3 separate regions of the Mus musculus genome follow, and all the other regions are linked to region 3. Evidence: chromatin contacts called from public Hi-C and Micro-C data. All regions are on one chromosome and are shown on one strand. The core of a region is the stretch at or near the end of the contact, and the rest is flanking DNA. Distances in the headings are between cores, read along the strand shown. Region 1 holds the start of Ccp110 (centriolar coiled coil protein 110). Region 2 holds the start of Igf2os (insulin-like growth factor 2, opposite strand). Region 3 holds the start of Hmx2 (H6 homeobox 2).

Evidence for each region. A called contact is a pair of places that touch in the nucleus more often than the background predicts.
Region 1: a contact with region 3 is called in a Hi-C map of regulatory T cells, with 11 times the contacts expected there. The contact joins the promoter of Ccp110 here to the promoter of Hmx2 in region 3. A contact is called at or near these places in 3 of 484 Hi-C or Micro-C datasets (CD4 T cells, CD8 T cells and regulatory T cells) and 1 of 9 other capture datasets (liver).
Region 2: a contact with region 3 is called in a Micro-C map of embryonic stem cells, with 19 times the contacts expected there. The contact joins the promoter of Igf2os here to the promoter of Hmx2 in region 3. A contact is called at or near these places in 3 of 39 promoter capture datasets (embryonic stem cells, maxillary cranial neural crest and second pharyngeal arch cranial neural crest) and 4 of 484 Hi-C or Micro-C datasets (all in embryonic stem cells).

Annotation. Positions count from the first base shown.
Region 1 is chr7:118,711,140-118,713,858 of GRCm38.p6, reverse strand. Ccp110 (centriolar coiled coil protein 110) reads right to left here and starts at 1,316. Exons shown (of 15, transcript NM_001360794.1): 1 at 1,111-1,316.
Region 2 is chr7:142,658,375-142,661,074 of GRCm38.p6, reverse strand. It overlaps Igf2os (insulin-like growth factor 2, opposite strand), which reads right to left and starts at 1,395. Exons shown (of 4, transcript NR_002855.3): 1 at 46-1,395. It also overlaps a transcript of Igf2 not described here.
Region 3 is chr7:131,552,829-131,555,656 of GRCm38.p6, reverse strand. It overlaps Hmx2 (H6 homeobox 2), which reads right to left and starts at 1,364. Exons shown (of 2, transcript NM_145998.4): 1 at 1,083-1,364; 2 at 1-230. The coding sequence starts at 1,350.

The sequences.
Region 1 (2,719 bases), core at 67-2,566, about 13 Mb after region 3:
TTGATGACAAGGTGATCCCAACCTCAAACCTACCACCCCATACTTTAGCATCAGGCATTACTGGTCCATGGTCCACTTACATTCACACCAGCCTCAGCAGGTCCAGGCATGCCTTTTCTACTCCATTTCTACCTAATTACAAGTGACCTTTGTCCAGGAAGTCTCTTGGCAAACCCTATAGCCTCATGGCTCCTATCTACTTATTCATAACCTGTACTCAGAAATGTCACTGAAAGGAAAGGCGAAGGTAACACAGCTTCCAAGGCTGGCTGCTTACCACTAAGTTTTTCCACAAACACATAAACTTCCTACAGAGTCTGTAAAGGGAGAAAGATATGCTGTTTAAGGACATACTAGCTGTTCGTACATTCATGGTAGGCTAATATCCCTGGACCCCACCATCTATAAAGTGGGGCTCTGTCTCAAGGCGATTTTATGAGAAAACAATGAGCTAAGGCACAGACAGCAATCGCAGGACTGTATGTAGGACAAATAGAAGCATCAGTAAGTGGAAGCTGCTTCCAAACGGAGGATATAATGGTGTTTTTATCACCTCCGTGTGAACTCTTGGAGAAGAGACAATTTTTGGTTCTTCCTGAGACTCAAATGTGACTTGAAAACATGAGAAAGGGCTTTCTCATCCAAATCCATCTCTTAAGGTAGGAACCACTTAACAGCATCATGGGTGTCTGAGAGAACCAGCTACATTATCCTGCAGATGCCCCAGAGTGGCAAAGCTGGTGTAAACAGCGCTCCTATGGGCCTTTGGTTGCGGTAACCAGTATTTAGAAATGGCCAGTGCACACCCCGGGGGACGCCTCCATCTCCTCCTACACTACCTCCGACACCAAACTGAAGTCACCATGAAGTGCCTACTCTTCAGCGCAGGATGCTTCACTGGGCGGAGCCAGCATCCAAGCATCCCCTCCAAGTCCCCCTGACCCCGGTCCTCAACTCCCGCCTCCCCATTCCCGATGCCTTCAAGGGCTCGTGACCGAGGGAAGCCAAACCGGGTCCGGAACGCCGGCCTTCTGTCCCTCGGGACACCAATGCCGGGTCTCACCTCAGCCTAGACCCGTAGGAAAACGAACCCAGTCCTCTTGCACACACCTGACACCTACTGCCCGGTCAGCTTCTCTGCCCGTGGACCAGCCTCCTCTGTAAGCAAAGGCCTCAGTCGGTTTAGACAGAGCGCATCTAGGTCCTCCGCCTTCTCCTCCTCCTCCTCCCCGCCATATTACGGGTCCCTCAGGCGGCAACGCGGGATCCTGGCAACCGCTGCCGCCGCCACCAGCTCAACTCCACCCCTCAGGGCCGGTACTTCCGGTGGCTGTTTGGCGGGCAGTTGAAGCGGTTGGGCCTCCATAGACTACAATTCCCAAAGTGCACTGCGGTCATCAGCAAGCGCTTACATGAGCTTTACGCAATCGAGATGCACGCTGGGAAGAGTAGTCTTCACTGCAAACTAAGGGCTTTGACTATAAATTACCATAGAAAGTCTCCTCAGGGCCTTAAACCCCAAAAGTGTTCCTGGGAAGTTGTCGGGTATTTTTGTTTGTCTGTCTGTCCGTCCGTCCGTCCGTCTGTCTGTCTGTATAGAGATAGTCTCCTGTTTGGTCGATGGAAAATGTACAACATTCACCCATGTTTTCCCTATAAATGAAAAATGTGGCTGAATCGCAGACACCAACTCAAGGCTTTAATATATTTGCACTTCTTTGCAGATCAGTTGCGGGGAATATACAGAGGAAAAGATAACTTCAAGTTGGCAAAAAAAAAAAATCCACCAATATTTTTTATCAGTTCTTACCTAAATTACTCACTAAGAGCTTTTTTGATTTAATGACACCATTTCCATTCTATAACTGGGCTTTGCCGTCCTCCTGGTGCTTATTTTTGTTTATGTATAGTGGGAATTTTAAAGAGCCTACCAAGAGTGGTTGTGAGGCATAACAGAGAAAACTCTTATACTGCACCTGGTACAAAAATCTCTAATAGGAGGAAAGGGTCATCTAGAGAGATGCTCAGTCACTAAAGCATTTGCCACTCAAGCATGAGGACCTGAGTTCAGAGCCTGAACACTCCCCTAAAAAGGCTCTGAGTCCTGGCTAAAAATTATAATTGCCAGTCCTGGGGATATAGAAATAGGAACTCCCTGGCGATCTCAGGCCGGCCATTCTAGCCAGTTTCAATGAGATCCTCAAAAATTAGGGTGGAAATTGACTGAAAAAGATACCCAACAGAGATGGATATCTCTGGTCTCCCTATACATATGTACATGTGTGTATATATATATATATATATATATATATATATATATATATATATATACACTCATGCCAAAAAATAAAAATAAAAAGGTAGGCTAAGAGCTGGAGGCAGAGGAATCATGGGATGATGGGTATCAAGAGGTGAGATCTGTCCCACTAGCACTATCCCAGTGAAACACTGGGACGCAGAGAATGGGCTCTCAGGCAAAGGCTTTAACAGAGGCAGTGCCTCAAGAAGGGTGGCATGAGGGGACCATGGTGTGAGGGACAAAGCTGACAGAGACAAGAGTGCCCCATAGCAGTGAGTGAGCCCTGAAATGGAGTCCAAGGTCCAGACATGTTCTGTTAATCTTGAGGACAATGTAATGTGGGGCTTTGGGGTGGGGGTTCCACTTATAACTTAATAATAAAGACTTGGAGACCTGTGTATAGTATAAGGATGTTGGCTT
Region 2 (2,700 bases), core at 146-2,645, about 11 Mb before region 3:
GCGTTGCCCCGGTTCACTGGGGACTGCCCTTGGGGTCTCGCTCACCTTCAGCAGCGTCCACTTCAGCAGCTCCCACTTCATCCGCTCTCCCGCCCTTCTCCTCCGATCCTCCTGCGCCAGCGGACCCGACCTTCGGCCTTGTGGTGAGCTCCCCGTGGCGCGCTCCCTCGTGCCCCAGCTCTTCCACTGCGGGGCACCGGCTACCTCGCAGTTTGTCCTCAGGGCTGCTGCGGAGTAGCGCGGGAGCGGGCTGCTGGCTTCTCCCTCGGCGGCAGCGCTCCTTTGGGCTGGGCGCTCCGAAACGCGCGCCACTTTGTGTGCACTCTGCAAACAACGCGGTGGTAGGGAAAGCGCCTGGGCGGCCAGGAAGCGGGAAGGGCAGAGCGCTCGGGCGGCTTGGAGCCTCCAACCCTACAGGTCGAGGGCTTGGGGAAGCGAGTGTAGAGCGCGGGCGCGGTGATTGATGGTCGGGCCGGGAGGTTAGCCCCGGGTGCACTGGTTTCCGCCAGTAGTGGCCCTTTAGAGGCCTAGAGGTGCGGAGGTCGGGAGAGGGAAACAAGGTGCACCGGTTTAGAAGTGATTTTGACTTGGTAAAAATCACAATGGCTTCTTATATCTGAAACCACCCGGGGAGAGTTTCTTAATAGCCCGGAATTATCGCATTGGCCCCTGGGGCCGAACCTGCAACTAAGCAAATTCAAAGTGCTGAGGACAGGGAACTGTTATCTGCTCATACTGGGTGGGGTCCCAAAGGCGCGCCGCTTAGAAGCACTTCAGTGAGCTCTGGTTTACAGGTCTGGTTTGAGCTACGTTTCCCGCCCTGCTTCTTTTTCTGCTGAAGGGCGCAGACATTGTGCGGGGGCTCCACGCGGGGCCCAGATTTGGCGTGGCCAAGCCAGCCTTCCCTTCATGGTGCACCTGGTGGCCCCCCAAAGGCTGCTAGGAGATCCCAGGCAAAGCAGAGGTTAGGGGCGCTTAGTAAGATCTATCTGGCTGCTATTCGAGGTGCCTCACAGCCCGCCCTGCCTGCTCAGGCAGGTGGAGGCTGCGCGCTCCCCCCCCCCCCCCCAGCCGATCCAGGGGACTGTCCCCTGCTTAGCAAGTAGGTCCCTGTGAGAACCCTCTACCCAGCTACCTGCGCCTTAACTCAGTCGGCCGGGATGCGCCTACCTTGTAACCCTCTAACTGAGCACAGGTCCTGCCACTACCACTGAGGCCTAGGGTGCCACGCACGTTGGTTCGCACCACGCGCCCATGTTGCACAAGCACAGGGCACCCCGGAAACATGACATGGGACCTCGATTTTTAGGGATAGACACCCAGGATTTAGTGGGCCTGTTGGGGCGCACAGCCCCCCCCCATCTTTGCCACCAGGCACTCCACTCCCCCCCCCCACCGGCAACCCCCGTGCCCAGGGCCCCCGACCCGCATTCCCCGCGTGGCTCGAGTTGCGGGGGCGGTCCCGGGGCGGGGCGAGGGCCCTGCGGACGCCCATTGGCGCGGGCGTAAGGCCAGCGGGGCCCGAGCGGGCGCCGAGCCGCGGGGTGGCGCGGCTATAAGAACCGGGCGTTGGCGCCCGGAGTTCGCCTGCTCTCCGGCGGAGCTGCGTGAGGCCAGGCCGGCCCCCGGCCCCCCCTTCCGGCCGCCCCCGCCTCCTGGCCCACGCCCGCCCGCGCTCGGCCCGCCAGCGCCTCCATCCGGGCTGGCGGCCCCGCGTCGACGCCGTCCGCCACCTCGCTGCTGCTAACTCCTGTGCAGGGCGCCGTCGGCGGGGCCGCGCTCCGTCGGGCCTGCGGATCTCCCCACCGCCTCCTCCTCTATCTACCTCAACACCCCATTCCTGCTTCGCCAGAGGAGGCGGTCCCCACCGCAGGCAGTCCGGCTTGCAGGTCGCCGGCGTTGTCATCCCCCGCGCTTCCCCTCCCAGCCCTCCCCGGTGCGCAGCCCGGCTGCTCCCCTCTTTTCGCTGCAGTCCCGAGCAGCTGAGGCGCCGCCACGCCTGTCCCCCCCACAAGAAGCCCGGGCTTACGACGGCTGAGGGCTCCGTCGACCCTAACCGAGCTGGGTGCCCGTGGCCGGGGTGACGCCTCCATTCCTCCCCCCTCAACACCGTCCTCGGTCCTTCGAAGTTGCATCCTCTCCTCTGCTTAGGGTGCGCCCCCCCTCGCGCACCCGCTTACCCGCCACCTTTCCTAAGCTCCCCTCCTGCCCCCTCCCCGTTCCTCCTCGCCTCAGACTCCCTCCCCCTCACGTCCGCCCTCTGCCTTCGCCTACCCAAGTGGATTAATTATACGCTTTCTGTTTCTCTCCGTGCTGTCCTCTCCCGCTGTGAGCCTACCCGCCTCTCGCTGTCCTCTCTCCCTCTCTCCCTCTCTGTGGTCCCCCCCTTTCACGTTCACTCTGTCTCTCTCACTATCTCTGCCCCCCAACTATCCTTGATACAACAGCTGACCTCATTTCCCGATACCTTTTCCCCCCCGAAAGTACAATATCTGGCCCGCCCCAGCCCTAAGATACCCTAAAGAAGCAGAAGAGACGCCCCCCTCCCCACCAAAAAAGCCATCTCCCCGTTCTGTCCCGTCGCACATTCGGCCTCTGCGACTCGGGCAGAGCGGCGCTGGCAGAGGAGTGCCCGGCAGAAGGGCCTTCGCCCGCTGTTCGGTTTGCATACCCGCAGCAGGGAGATGGGCGGCAGCGTCG
Region 3 (2,828 bases), core at 115-2,614:
AGACTCGAGCTGGTACACTTGGCTGCGGGAGAAGACGGTGCGCGTCTTCTTCTTGGCCGCTCCGGTTTGGCGCTCCGCACCGCCGTCCCGTGGCCGCTCCGGGCCCGGAGAAGGCGAGCCCGCCGGCAAAAGCCTCTCCTTCTCTTCCTTAAAGTCCGGGTGAGAAGGAGAAAGGAATGGCGTGCGCTCCGAGGCCGCAGGCCCTGCGCCTCCGCTGCCCTTGGGGGTACCTGAAGAGTGAGCACAAACAGAATGACCATGGAGTTGATGAGCCTTAAAGACTCTCAGCTCTGCCGGGGACAAGGAGGTTGACTGATGCCTGCATCCTTGATTCCCCTATTGCTAACCCTTTCCTTTTCTACTGCGTCCTGCTAGCGCCCAAAGTCCAGAGCCTCGGCCTTTCAAAGCAGCAGAAGAGGGTTCCATATAATCCGAGCTGGAGGGTCTCCTTCCACTCTTATAAAAGTAAACGTGGTACCGGGTCTGGAATGGGGACATTAACACCATTTTTTAAAGGTGATTTTTGCCTTTGAGGACTGAGCTCTACAAGGTAGCATCATTTTACAGGCCGTTTTCTTTGAGAGTCGGGCTAATTTTATTCATAACTCCTTGGCTGTCCTCCGTTAGCTTTTACCTCTCTGAAACTCAGCACTGTCAATCATTTTAGAGTACTAATCACTTCGAGAAGAGGCCGAGAGGAGGGAAAAGACATAGAGCCTGCAGGACTGACAGAACACCCAAACCAGACCTGCAGAACTAAGTCAGGACAGAAAGTACCCGGCGTGCGAAACCATTTTGGCCAGCATTGTGTACCGCCCGCAGAGTTCCTGGCCCACTCTGGTTCACCCTCCTTCCCCTTACCCAGTCTTCCCCTTACCGCCCCAATATTCCTCTACTTCTCCCCAGCGCCGGCCCTTCCGGCCTTTTCGAGAATGCACCATGGGTGCGTAGTCCCCTCCCCTTAGCCTGGACCACTAGCGGCCCGGCTGTGACCCGGGGATGCCCTGCTCCGCGTCTCCGACAATCACACACCGCATCGGCTCACGCTCACTCGGGCCAGACTCCCGACCTGCGATCCTTACCCAGGCAAGGGAAAGGGATGGGGGTATGGTGCTTAGGGCTTGGCTCCTTGGGGCCGTGCGGATCTGGGCAGAAGCAAGCCGGAGCCTTCCAACCTTCCTCCGGCTCCTCCTCCTCCGAGGACACAGACAGGCTGCGTTTCCTGGCTGGCCACCCGGCGGGCTCCCGCGGTGCCTCGGAGGGGCCCCCGCCCAGGATGGACTGGATGGTGAAGCTGGAGACGCCACCGGCCGCCGGACATCCCTTCCCCACATCTTCCTTGCTGCCCATCCTGGGTTCATAAGAAATCGGAGGAAACCAAGAACTCCCTTTAGAGCGGGGCTGGGTGGAAGGTGGTGCGGGCAGGCGGGCGGGGGGAGGGGCGGGAGGGAAAGCAAGGGGAGGGGGCTACGAGGCTGGCGAGGCGTCCCTTCTGCTCCAGGACGCGCAGGCACCGGACCGCTGTGCGCGGGTCCCTGCCGGCCCGGCTCTGGGTGAGCCCGCCCAGCCCCGGTGCCAATGTCCCTTCCTCGTTTGACAACTCCACCGGTCTCCAGCGACGCGGAGGCTGCGCGGCCTCATTTGCATAGAGGTTACCCGGCCGCGGCCAATCGCAGCGCCGCGGAGCGGCCCCGGAATTTTTTAAAAAGCTGGGGCCGAGCACGCAGCACCGGGAAGCTCCGGGAGCAAGCCTAGACGCGCACTCGCATCAGCTCTGTCCAGCCCGTAACATCTGGGGCTGAAGGCAGCTTAGATTGCAGCCTGTGTTCCTGGTCTTTGCCTTGCCTCTCCAGAAACGAGAACAGCGCCCGGGGTCGAGCTGGTGGGGCTCTCTCACATCCAAGATGCACACCATAGGCTGCTGCCACCCTCCCCAGTCCTCAACCCCTTCTAGCCTCTTGGGAACTAACAGCGCTCTACGAGTCTTCTCCCGCTGCGTTGGGGATTGACAGTATGTGGCTCTCCGCTGGGAGACACAGGAGCAAAGAAATTCTACAGCTCTGGACCTGAAGACCCCGCTGACTAAAGGGGGCAGAGGATTTTGGAAACAGAGTAGCCCCCAAATGTCCCGAGGTTCCGGCTCACATTCCAGCAAACGCCATTTGCACTGTGTGAACTTGAACAAGTCTGGTCCCAGTAGAAGCATCCCTGCCCCCTGGCAAACTTCTTAGTGTCGCCTGCCCCCATTCTCTGGTTGTGATGATGTGTCAGCTAGAAACCTATAAACTCTCAGAGTGCAGAATAGTTATTTCCTAATCCTTGACCGAATACCACACAGCTCGCCTTCCCACACTGCAGCTAAACTCATTTACTTTATTTTGCTGGTAAATACTGGCGGTCTCAAAATGGCTACGCTGCTTCTGGAAGGAAACGAAGTAGGTAGGTATGGGGACTTTTTAGAATTGGACAGGATCCTGTTAAATATAGGTAGGGTGTCTTTGGGCAAGATATGTACACTTTCCACGCCTCGTTTTCCCCATCCTAAAATTATTTGAAGTGTTGCTTTCCTTTCAGAGGTCAAGGTACAGCTTTATAAAACCTGACTCTCTCCTTCCTTCTTGTGGCCTCTCCCTAAGCCCTGACTCTTGCTTGTTTAATCCCTAGAGCACCTGTTACCTGATCTAGAGTCATCTCAACAAAGCAAGCAAAGGGATTTGAGGCGACAGTTATCTACACAAGCTTTATGGAAAGGAACGAGACCCAAAGCTTCCAGCCAAACCTGGCTGCACCCTTAAGGTCCCAGAAACCCTGTTCCCTTCCTTAGACAC